Linked DNA regions of Sus scrofa: regions 1, 2 and 3 are each linked to region 4. A link is a contact called in public HiChIP or PLAC-seq data. All regions are on one chromosome and are shown on one strand. The core of a region is the stretch at or near the end of the contact, and the rest is flanking DNA. Distances in the headings are between cores, read along the strand shown. Region 1 overlaps NUPL2 (nucleoporin-like protein 2). Region 2 holds the start of NUPL2 (nucleoporin-like protein 2). Region 3 overlaps IGF2BP3 (insulin-like growth factor 2 mRNA-binding protein 3). Region 4 holds the start of MALSU1 (mitochondrial assembly of ribosomal large subunit protein 1).

Region 1 (2,700 bases), core at 136-2,635, 88 kb before region 4:
CTAGGAACCACGAGGTTGAGGGCTCGATCCCTGGCCTTGCTCAGTGGGTTAAGGATCCGGTGTTGTTGCCGTGAGCTGTGGTGTAGATCGCAGATGCGGCTCGGATCCCACGTTGCAGTGGTTGTGGTGTAGGCTGGCGGCTACAACTCCGATTCAACCCCTAGCCTGGGAACCTCCATATGCCATGGGAGCAGCCAAAAAAAATGGCAAAAAGACAAAAAAATTATATATTTTTTTTTCCTGGGAGCTCCCTTGTGGTTCAGTGGGTTAAGGACCCGATGTTGTCTCTGTGAGGATGCGGGTTCAATGCCTGACCTCACTCAGTGGGTTAAGTTGCTGCCAGCTATAGTGTAGGTCACAGATGTGGCTCAGATCTGGTGTTGCTGTGGCCATGGCATAGGCCTGTAGCTGCAGCTACAATTCAACCCCTAGCCTGGGAATTTCCAGGGCATAAGTGTAGCTGTTTAAAAAAAAAAAAAAGAATAATTATTTTTTTGGAGTTCTCTTGTGGTACAGCAAATTAAGGATCTAGTGTTGTTGCTGCAGTTACCTGGGTCACTGATATGGCGTGGATTCCATCCCTGACCCAGGAACTACCATATGCCACAGGTGCAGCCAAAAAATTAAATAAAATAAAAGGTATCTTTATGTTTTAATATGTATTCATCAAAGAAATTCAGAAAATGTTTTAAAAGCATAAATAAAAACCATCCATAATTTATCAGCTAGATAATCACTCTGAATTCATTGAAGCTGGTCCATATTTTATCTGAGTATTCATTTGTGGGCATTTTTCTCTGTTAAGCATTTACCATCACATTTTTAAGTGCACATTGTAAAAATTTAATTTGGCTATATAAAGTGTATATTCTTTCTTTTTTAATAGCTCTCTGATGTAAAAGATGGAGTAAAGCAAGCAGCACCTGCATTTGGATTTGGCAGTAGTCAGGCAGTAACATTTGGGTCACCAGGTAAGTGATGGAGTAATGCAGGACTTCACTGATTTCTAAAAATAGGATTTTATAGGTTTCAAATCATAAAGCCTGAAGGTTGATTAAGTGCCATTTCAAGTCACTCTTGTAAATTCTACCACCTTCTATAAGAGAGCTTCAAAGAATTTGACTCATCAAGCATTTGTGAAATGGGGGCCGGAATGGGCATGTTCTCTGAAAGACCCTCTAGCTTAGAAGTATATTTTAGGAATGGTTTTTCAAGAGTTTTATAGTAATACGTTACTATGATAGTAGCACCTTTGAGGACTTTCTTGTCCCTATACGTAACAGCAGAATTTTGACCTCAAGTGACAGACCCAGTGACATGAGGGACAAGCTGAAATGAAGAGTCACTCCCTCATCCCTGAGTTTTCTCAAGAGCAGTCTCTGTGAGTAAAGGTAAATTACAGTACAGATGAGATCAGTGTAGCAGAAAGACAGACCACAGGGTTTCGTGGGTTTGTCCTGGCTTCTCATTTTCATGTTTTTCTTCTTCCTTCCAGGAAGTTTCTCATCATTTAAACATGGCAGAAATAAGAAAAAAAAAGGAGGCATGGGATAGACATATAGCTACCTTTTCTAATATTTTTTTTTTCTGTTTCTTTGTAGGTTTTCCAGTGAATAGCAACAGCAGTTGTAGTGCTCAGAATTTTAGTTTTAAACCAAGGTCTTCATTTGCTGCTGCCCCCTCTGGAAGTCCTTCTGTGTTTGGGAGTACTCCGGCATTTGGAGCCACACCCTCTGCCAGTTCTGCCATCAGCGCTTCTGCCCCAACTTTTGGACTTGGGAAGCCCGAAATCACATCTGCTGCTTCATTTTCGTTTAAAACCCCTGCAGCTTCTGGTTTTGGATCATCCGGATTTTCAGGATTTCCAGCTCCAATGGCAGCAGACCCTGTTGCCCCAGCCTTTGGAAGTGGCAGTTCTGTGGCTGGTTTTGGTAGTCCTGGCTCACATTCTCATGCTGCTTTTTCCAAGTCATCCAGTGACACCTTTGGAAATAGCAGCCTATCCACCTCTCTCCCAGTCTCACATGGCACAACAGATAATGTATTATTCACACCCAAGGATCAACTAACAGTGGAAGAACTAGAACAATTTCAATCTAAGAAATTCACTTTGGGAAAAATTCCCTTAAAGCCACCGCCTGTGGAACTCATAAATATTTAAAAGGGCAATTTTAAATATAGAAAAGAACAGTTTTTAAAATTGTTTTGAGTGGTTCATATGAAAGAGCAAATATATATACACATTTAAATTTATAAGAAATGTAAACTTTTAATAACATTAGTTTTTAAATTTAACATTTTCCCCTTGAACCTAACTATTTAAATGGAACATAAAAAATACTCAAGAACAGATTTTTTTTAACTATTATTATGAATGAAACTGAAAAAATGATCAATCCACACTGAATAAAGTACTTTTCTTATTCTACATCACTTTACTGTCTTACCATTTAAAATTTTAGCTTTAAACTTTTTTAAAGAAATGAGACAGTTTTTAGAACCAGTAGGGAAAAATGCTTGAATGTTTAACCTACTTACCAAATAAATATCAGAAGCCTGACTTTCATGTTCAAGAAGATTCTCTTAACGAAATAGCAGTTTTTAAAGGGCGGAAACTTTTATTTTCAGGACCTAAGGGGCGTTTTCCCCTCACAGTTTTTTTTTAATGGGCCACTCCCAGAGCATGCGGAAGTTCCCAGA
Region 2 (2,757 bases), core at 94-2,593, 110 kb before region 4:
AATGGCCACACCCACAGCATGTGGAAGTTTCCAGGCCAGGGATCAAACCCAAGCCATAGCAGAGACCTACACTACTGCAGTGACAACACCAGATCCTTAACCTGCTGTGCCACAAGGGAACTCATATAATTTCCTTTGTATCATTCTTATTAGATTCCACATGTAAGTGATATCATATTGGGAGTGCCTGTTGTGGCTCAGTGGTAACAAACCAACTAATATACATGAGAACCTGAGTTCGATCCCTGACCCCACTCAGTGGGCTAAGGATCCAGCATTGGTGTAAGCCATGGTGTGGGTCGCAGACATGGCTTGGATCCTGCGTTGCTGTGGCTGTGGCACAGGCCAGTGGCTATAGCTCCAATTCAACCCCTGGGAAGTTCCATATGCTGAGGTTGTGGCCCTAAAAAAAAATAATAATAATAATAATAATAATAATAAAATATCATTATATTTGCCTTTGATGCACTTTCCTGTGAATTTTAGCTCCATCCATGATGCTGCAAACGGCATTATTTCATTCTTTTTTATGGCTGAGTAGCATCCCATTGTGTAAATACGCCACATCTATACCCAATCATCTGTCCATGGACACTTGGGTTGCTTCCACGTCTTCGCTATTGTAAATAGTGCTGTGATGGACACTGGGGTGCATGTATGTTTTTGAATTATGGTTTTCTCCAGATATATGCCCAGGAGTAGAATTATGTGGATTTTTTTATTTATATGTGGACTTTAAAGAACAAGGTTTCTCTGTATGTAGTAAGATAAGAATGTAGTACTTATCTGAAGATGGGGGTTATTATGATACTTTTTATTTACAGTTTGTCCTTAAAATCTTCCCTGGGAATTCCCTGGTGGTCTAGTGTGGTTAGGGCTCAGCGCTTTCACCATTTTCACCCATGTGGTCCAGGTTCAAGCCCTGGCCTGGGAACTGGCTCTAAAAAACCCAAAACTATTTCCTGTTAACCCTCACAACTGGCTTTATCTAACACTGTTGTCCATCCTGATGAATGACTGGGCAGATCTTTGCTCTCACCGGTTACAAATGAAAATTACGACTAGGTCTCTCAAACCACAGCCACAGCTAATCCTTCTCTCAGGGCCGTGCTGGAGTTCTGGGTTTGCCTGACTAGCTTTCCTCTCATTTTGGACCTCAAGCTTCCCTTGAAGGCCGAGGTCCTTTGCCAGGGTCTCTTACCCGCTTTTCCTCCACAGCTGATTCAAACATCCCGCCCTCCCAGGCCATCCTTGTTGCATAGGGGCGGACCTTCTCTTCTCAAACCCTATTGGGTATAATCCGCTCCTCTCACCGCACAAGCGAGCCAGGGCCTTTCCCAGGCGCGAAAAAATTACGTCACAGTAGCGGTTCCGGGTCCTCCCGTAGCTTTAGGTTCTCTGCTGGCAGAGGGTAAGGAAGGAAGGCCTCTCCGTCTGAGACGCCCTTGCCATGACCATTTGTCAGTTTTTCCTTCAAGGCCGGTGCCGCTTTGGAGACCGGTGCTGGAACGAACACCCCCGCGCCGGGGGTGCGGGCGGAGGACGGCAGCAGCAGCAGCAGCCCCCAGGTGACGTTCTCATCAAGCCTTCGCCGCTAGTTGATCTGGGCAGAGCTTGGCGTGAGTCCGGCTAGAGAGGTGCGAGCGGCCGCCGTGGGGCCCTCCGCCGGGCACAGCGCCACGGCGTACCAGTAGGGTGACGCGGACGTGCCTGCGTCGTCCCCTCGCCCGCCCCGCCCACCGACATTTTTAGCCATTTATTAGTATCTCGGTAGACTTGTTGGGCAGGTGAAGGCAGGTGCTTGCTTCGTCGTGGGTACTAATGCAAAACAATGAATTTTTTAAGTCGGAATTACGTGTCAAAACTACCTTGTCTTTTGGTGGCAGTGGTTCGGAGAATTGGCGTAGTTCGAGGCAGACTCTTCCTTGCTTTACTGTACTCCTGGGTACTTGTTTTTTTTCCCGTTGACGCCTTGAGCATAACTTTCTCTAAACTTTTTTTTTTTTTTTAATAGGGAGGGGCTAGCAACTGGGGTCATAGTCAGGACTCTCAATTTGGGGAAAGTCGTAAACTCCTTTGAAAAATCTAATAAAAACTACAGAGCCATAAGCCTCAGATAAATGCAAATGATGATAAAATTGGGGGTAAAATTGGGAGAATGGGATGCCCAATTAAGAACTCCGGGCTAGGAGTTCCTGCTGTGGCTCAGCGGGTTAAGAATCTGACTAGTATCGGTGAGGATGCGGGTTGGATTTTTGACCCGGATCAGTGGGTTAGGGATCCCTCATTGATGCAGGTTGCGCCATAGGTGGCGGGATGTGGCTGGGATCTGGCGTTGCTGTCTTTGTGGAGTAGGCCCGCAGCTGCAGGTCTGATTCAGCCCCTAGCCTGGGAACTTCTATATGCCAAAGGTGAGACTGTGGGGGAAAAGAAAGAAAAAAAAAAAAACTAAAAGGAAAAAAAAATTGTTTGTTTATGTCAGGAGTGCCCTTGTGGTGCAGCGGGTCAGAGATACGATATTGTTACTAGTGTGGTGCAGGGTCAATCCCTGGCCCTGGAACTCCCACATGCCTCGCTCTGCAGTCAAAAAAAATAAATAAATAAACAAAATAAACAAACAAACAAAACCACAAAGCTGTTCATTTTCAATTTATATAATTAAGTGTAATATCAACAAATTACGTAATGGTCCAGTCAACAATATTGAGAAGACTAAATCCATAGAAAAATAATGATGTATTTCTAAATTCAGCTAAG
Region 3 (2,700 bases), core at 108-2,607, 120 kb after region 4:
GGCAGTCCTATAAGGTGGAGCCTTTAATGTGTGCAGTCAGACACTAAATCCGATAGTGTCAGAACTGAACTGAACTGTAGAACACCCAGTTGGTGATGGAGAGTGGGAGAAGTGGTACTGAAAAAGACACCACCCACTTGGTATCAGAAATGTTGTCAATAAAAACGACATAAGTCGGACTTCCTGTTGAGATGCAGCGGAAATGAATCAGACTAGTACCCATGAGGATGTGGGTTTGATCCCTGGCCTCTTGCCGTGGCTGTGGTGTAGGCTGGTAACTGCAGCTCCGACTCAACCCCTAGCCTGGGAACTTCCATATGCAACGGGTGCGGCCCTAAAAAGCAAAAAAAATAAAAGTAAAAAAACTTTTTAAATGACACAGGCCGCCTTTCTCAGTGTTCTCAATCAGGCCCCTCAAACCTCTTACCTCACATTTATGGTACCATTTGGCACAGAAAACAGCCATTGTTAGGTTATGTGTTTTTAGGGCTCTTGAGATCTTAAAACGAAGATCTATCAATCCCATGCAGAAAAAAGATTACTAAGTTTTTAAAAGTCACTTTGTTTGGTTGTTTGGCCATGGAGCATTAAAGTTTGGATCACTATTACCTTATTTCCCACCCCCAAGTAGTTAACTTCTTTCTTTTCCTCCCAGTCTTTATACATGGGATCACACTTATTCCTAATCACCAATCTAAATGTGAAGCAGTAGAAGAATCATGTAAACCAGAAACAGATTTACCAACGATTTCTTCTTTAATCTCCCATGACTTCAAGTGAATGCTACTAAAACCCAAAACCTCTTTTTGTATGACCTTTTCTGTTTACAATCATTAGCAATCTGTTTGTGGTCGTGAACTGTTTAATGTAATTCAGACAGAGAGGACCAAGTGTATTCATTTGAAGAGTTACAGCACTCATTATGAAACTGAAAAAGTAATTTCACGACTTGGCACTAACACAGAATCCTAAAATGAGCGCTCAGGCGCCTATAAGAATGGTTTTAAAGCTTGAAAAAACATAAGAGGAGCCCTCTACGGTCACCCCTCCATAAGGTGGTTGTGCCTGCATGTTGTTTTTTCCACTTACACGTGTTAAGATACTTAAAATAGTTGACTTTTCTTTTTCTTTTTTAGGGCCGCACCCTCAGCATATGGAAGTTCTCAGGCTAGGGATCCAATCAGAGCTACAGCTGCCGGCCTACACCACACCCACAGCAACGTGGGATCTGAGCCGCGTCTGTGACCTACATCACAGCTCAGGGCAACGACAGATCCCTGACCCACTGAGCAGGGCCAGGAATAGAACCTACTTCCTCAGGGATACTAATCGGATTCATTTCCAATGCACCACAATGGGAATTCCCCAGATGCCTGACTTATGACTGAATCCTCTACAGGGTGGTGGCTATGGGGATAGGAAAGAACACCAAAGGAAGTATTGGGGGGGGAACCTTAAAATACTTGATGTCCTATGGCCAGAGGGCCAAAGGGAGAAGGAGCATCAAAGATAACTAAGGCCAGGCCCATGTGACCTACATAATATTAAATTTCACAGAGAAAGCAAAGCAATGACCCAAGAGAGAAAAACATCAGTTTCAGACACCCTAAGATCAATGGATATTCAAGAGAATGTTTGCTTCCAATGGAAAGTAAAAACAAAAATTGTAGAAACAAGTAGAATTTTTAAGAGAGAAAACAGAGTGCCCGGAAATGCTGACATTTGAGAATAGAGAAGCACATGTCAGGGACTGTAACCATGACTAAAACCTGCAGGGAGAGGAACTGAGAACATAACTGCTGCAAAGAAAATGAAGAAACAAGGACATGCCCAAGGATGTGGTCCCCAGAGCGGCATGACCATTTCCCAAGACACCAGGCTTTTTGGAGAAAGGGCCAATTAATTCCAGTCCTTGCAGCTGAACATGTTCAAGATAAACGTGGGATTTCTTAAACCAACTGTCAAGGAAACTATCAACTACCAAAAAGGCATCAAAAGGACATGACAGGTCTCTCAAGACAGGATAATTTGAGAATCAATGACAACAATTCCAGTAATCTTGAAACTCAAAAGCTCATAAATCACACCCAAAAAAACCTCACTGGTCAAAAACCAAAATTCACTCATCATCCTTGAAGGATGCTAAAGCAACCAATATTTATAGGGTAGTAAATAAGTGAAAAAAATCAAGCATTTTTTTTCTCTCTTTTACAAACTGTGCCTTACAGTAACTAAATAGCTAAAGAGGACAAATTCCTCTTTAGAAATGCATTCTAACTAATAACTGAGGAAATAGTAGAAGAGTATTACCATCTTGCAGCCATATAATAATGCATCTAAGCCAATGGTTAGTGGCACTTCACAAAACAAAGACATTAGGTACCTCCTGATGGAAGGATATATACATCATGACCTATTACTTTGTCTTGTCCAAACAAAGCAAAAGTGAACTTGAATCTAATTCAAGACCCACAAAGGTCAGAAGAACATAATAATAAGCAACCACATATGGATGTAGTTCAGCAAAACAAGTGGAACTTTCTGCAGAATAAACCAACTTCGACAAATACACTGCACCAAAAAAAAAAAAAAAAAGGAACCTATTGAAAAACGTTGAAAAAGATCTTATTTGAATCCAGACTCAATTTCTTAAAAGTAAAAAATCAAAGAAATGTGAACCATTTGATTGTTATTTGAGAG
Region 4 (2,700 bases), core at 95-2,594:
AGTAAAGATGGATTGGTGACAATAGAGACAGGTGGGAGGCTATCTCAGCAATTAGCCAACCGCTACTGAGGGCTCAGACCAAGAAGGTTAGTGGGAATGAAGACAATAAGTTGGATTCAAAAAATATTTCAGAGGTAGCATAAGCAGCATTTGATGATGGAATAGTTGTTTCAGGGAAATTATGCAGTGAATTTGGGGGACAATGACCCATTAAACGAGACAGCAAATACAAGTGGTAAAGCAGGTTTGGGATGCTCAGATAAAAGAGTGGAAACACACCTAATGCAAATGCTGGGGGAAGCATGTTCATACCCATGCCTATGGGGAAATGGAAGTAAAGAGGATGAAACAACTTTCTAGCACTTTATTCTTCCTGTTTTCAAAAATAACTTGAGACAACTGTCAATATTTGTGGTGGTGCACACAGTTGCTTATATTAGTTTCTGTAGTTTTTAATTTTAAAAAGTAATGCTTGGAATTATTTCTTTAAAAGAAATAATGTATCAAGCCTCTGGAATACCCACTATGTGCTTGGAACTGTTCTAGGCATTTGAGATATTTGCCTTCTACTTGCCTCTTCCTTTCAGGAGTGATCCAGCTGGACTTTAGAAATAGGTGGTTCCATTTTGCCCCGAGGCCAGTGACTCTTCCTTCCTGGGTCTCTTTCACCTCTCAACTCCTATGATTCAATACTGTAAGGGCAACTCAGTATTCCTTATTCTCACCGAGGTGGGCCCCACAGTGCAGTTCATTGCCATAATTCCTTTCGGGGAGTGTACCTGAAGGGCTGACTTACTTAGAACGTTTTCCAAATGGTCTTTTACACCTCTGCCTCCTACCCAATCGTAGCCAAAAATAATTGATTTTCCTCATGGACTTTCAAATTTGCAAGGGAATCTCGGTAACATTTTTGGTAATGGGGTAATCCTAATTCCTTACTAACCAAGAGCAGCAATTTCTGTACTTTAAGCTTTACGCGCTGTGAGCGAACAGTTAAAAACAAAATAAAAATTTCTCCTTTCACGCAGTTTACATTCTAATGAACGGAGATGTCAAAAAAAACAACAAAAACAAACAATACAAGGACGACACAGTGCATCATTATTGTGCAGGGCAAAGTAAGGTGAGTAGTGAAATACGAGTCTCTTGACTCCTGAGAAACCGAATCTTAAGTAAATTCTTCCGGGTCTCTGACCTCCGCCCGCTTGGGTTTCATACTCCGCCCACTGCCCCACCTTCTGGCACTGGCCACACCCACGCTCATGACGTCTATTTTCCCGGCCCTGGCTCACTGACCTGGCCAATCGAAAGCCACAGACCCGCTAGAGCCCCCTTAAGCCCCGCCTGGTGAGTCGACGCACTTTGACGGCGATGTGGCCCGGCGGCAGCTTGGCGCGGCGGGTCGGGTCGCTTCTCTGGCGCCGGGCCCTTTACCCTGGAGCCTGGCCTGCGGTTAGCGTGGGGCCCCGGTTTCAGCAGCTGGCGGTGGGACAGCTTCCGGCGAGACCAGCGCTCGGCCATGCCTGCTCGGCCCCTGGCCGCAAGCGTGGCCTGCACGGGGTGCCGGGCCTGGAGGAGCGAATCCAGGGGACAGCCGGCGAGGGGCGCCCGGAGTCAGGCCCTGCAGGTACGGGCTAGGAGGAGGGAGCCGTGTTCCAGGCGAGGAGGCTCTGGTTTCCCTCTTTATGCGTTTCTTTTGGGTCACAAAACTACAGAGCAGAGCTGGAAGGGACTACAAAGGTTGTCGGCGCCACCTTTGCATTTTGCAGTGAGGCCAAGAGGTGAACTGAAGTCTCGCAAACCCCAGGCGCCCCCGGACCCTTGGCCACACAACGTAGCTGTTCTCATCCCCCTTTACATCCTTCCTAGGGTTCTGAGAAATGGACTTGTCGAGAGTATTGGGGCGTGAGGATTTTTAGGAAGAGCTAGGGGCTAGAGGCTGAGGGGTGCGTAAGAAGCGCTAAGATGGAGCTAATTTAAGATCCTGTAATTATTAGAAGTTTTTAGAAACTTGAGAGATGGTAAACGTATCACATCTGTGAAAGACCAGAGTATGAGAGGGAGAGATCTTGGTGGACTTAGCCCCTAGGTCTTTGGGAGTCAGCTTTAGAATTTAAGAGAGCTATAAATCCACAGGCTCTAATTCTCCAAGGTGAAAAACAGAATATCTAAATCTCTACAGAAAAAGAAAAAAAAAAAAAAAAAAGGTTTTCACCGTATCAGTTGTTACATAACCCAAATGGCATTGTAAGAAAAACTTAAGAGTTGAAAATGAGAATTGTTCTTAAAATTTTAACTCTCTGATCATTGATGGATTTGGGGCCACAAACGTACTCTGCTAGGTCTCAGTTTCTCTCTCAAATGAAGGTTATGGACCAGATACTACTACCTAAGAGCCCTTCCTGTTCACAGTTCTAGTTCTGTGACCCTTTATGGCTGAGATTCAATTTAAGATGCCCCAAGATACTACCACCTCCCCAAATTGTGCTCCTGTTTTTCTCTCTTTGTATAGCAGTTCTCTGCTTGAACTGTATACCTCATTTCATCAAGCACTAGAACGGAAAGCTGTTGTTGCTAATAGTTCTATTTGCATGTGCTAATAGGAAAGGATGTGTGGTGGCTGTCTGACCTGAGCACCCTTCCCATGAAAGTTGAGGGGTATTACAGGAGACCATAGCCCAGGTTCAGCTTCTAGGAGGC

The links. HiChIP or PLAC-seq counts read pairs in DNA pulled down with a chosen protein or histone mark.
Region 1: a contact with region 4 is called in an H3K27ac HiChIP or PLAC-seq map of alveolar macrophages. The contact joins the enhancer-like site here to the promoter of MALSU1 in region 4.
Region 2: a contact with region 4 is called in an H3K27ac HiChIP or PLAC-seq map of alveolar macrophages. The contact joins the promoter of NUPL2 here to the promoter of MALSU1 in region 4. A contact is called at or near these places in 10 of 47 Hi-C or Micro-C datasets (embryonic fibroblasts, heart right ventricle, liver and 2 more) and 2 of 2 datasets of contacts at active chromatin or transcription factors (alveolar macrophages and skeletal muscle).
Region 3: a contact with region 4 is called in an H3K27ac HiChIP or PLAC-seq map of alveolar macrophages. The contact joins the enhancer-like site here to the promoter of MALSU1 in region 4. A contact is called at or near these places in 12 of 47 Hi-C or Micro-C datasets (adipose tissue, brain, embryonic fibroblasts and 8 more) and 2 of 2 datasets of contacts at active chromatin or transcription factors (alveolar macrophages and skeletal muscle).

What each region holds. Positions count from the first base shown.
Region 1 is chr9:91,998,541-92,001,240 of Sscrofa11.1, forward strand. It overlaps NUPL2 (nucleoporin-like protein 2), which reads left to right. Exons shown (of 7, transcript XM_021063448.1): 6 at 887-971; 7 at 1,602-2,700. The coding sequence ends at 2,161. Among named protein-coding and RNA genes, the nearest start is that of NUPL2, 18 kb to the left of the region's middle. Within about 2 kb of position 1,386, at least 1 of the 83 cell types and tissues checked has an H3K27ac peak or open chromatin away from gene starts, as enhancers often do. A contact at or near this core is called in alveolar macrophages, where this site is marked.
Region 2 is chr9:91,980,370-91,983,126 of Sscrofa11.1, forward strand. It overlaps NUPL2 (nucleoporin-like protein 2), which reads left to right and starts at 1,344. Exons shown (of 7, transcript XM_021063448.1): 1 at 1,344-1,568. The coding sequence starts at 1,451.
Region 3 is chr9:92,211,109-92,213,808 of Sscrofa11.1, forward strand. All of the region lies in intron 3 of IGF2BP3 (insulin-like growth factor 2 mRNA-binding protein 3), which reads right to left. Among named protein-coding and RNA genes, the nearest start is that of IGF2BP3, 60 kb to the right of the region's middle. Within about 2 kb of position 1,358, at least 13 of the 83 cell types and tissues checked have an H3K27ac peak or open chromatin away from gene starts, as enhancers often do. A contact at or near this core is called in alveolar macrophages, omental adipose tissue and retroperitoneal adipose tissue, where this site is marked.
Region 4 is chr9:92,087,065-92,089,764 of Sscrofa11.1, forward strand. It overlaps MALSU1 (mitochondrial assembly of ribosomal large subunit protein 1), which reads left to right and starts at 1,345. Exons shown (of 4, transcript XM_021063453.1): 1 at 1,345-1,627. The coding sequence starts at 1,372.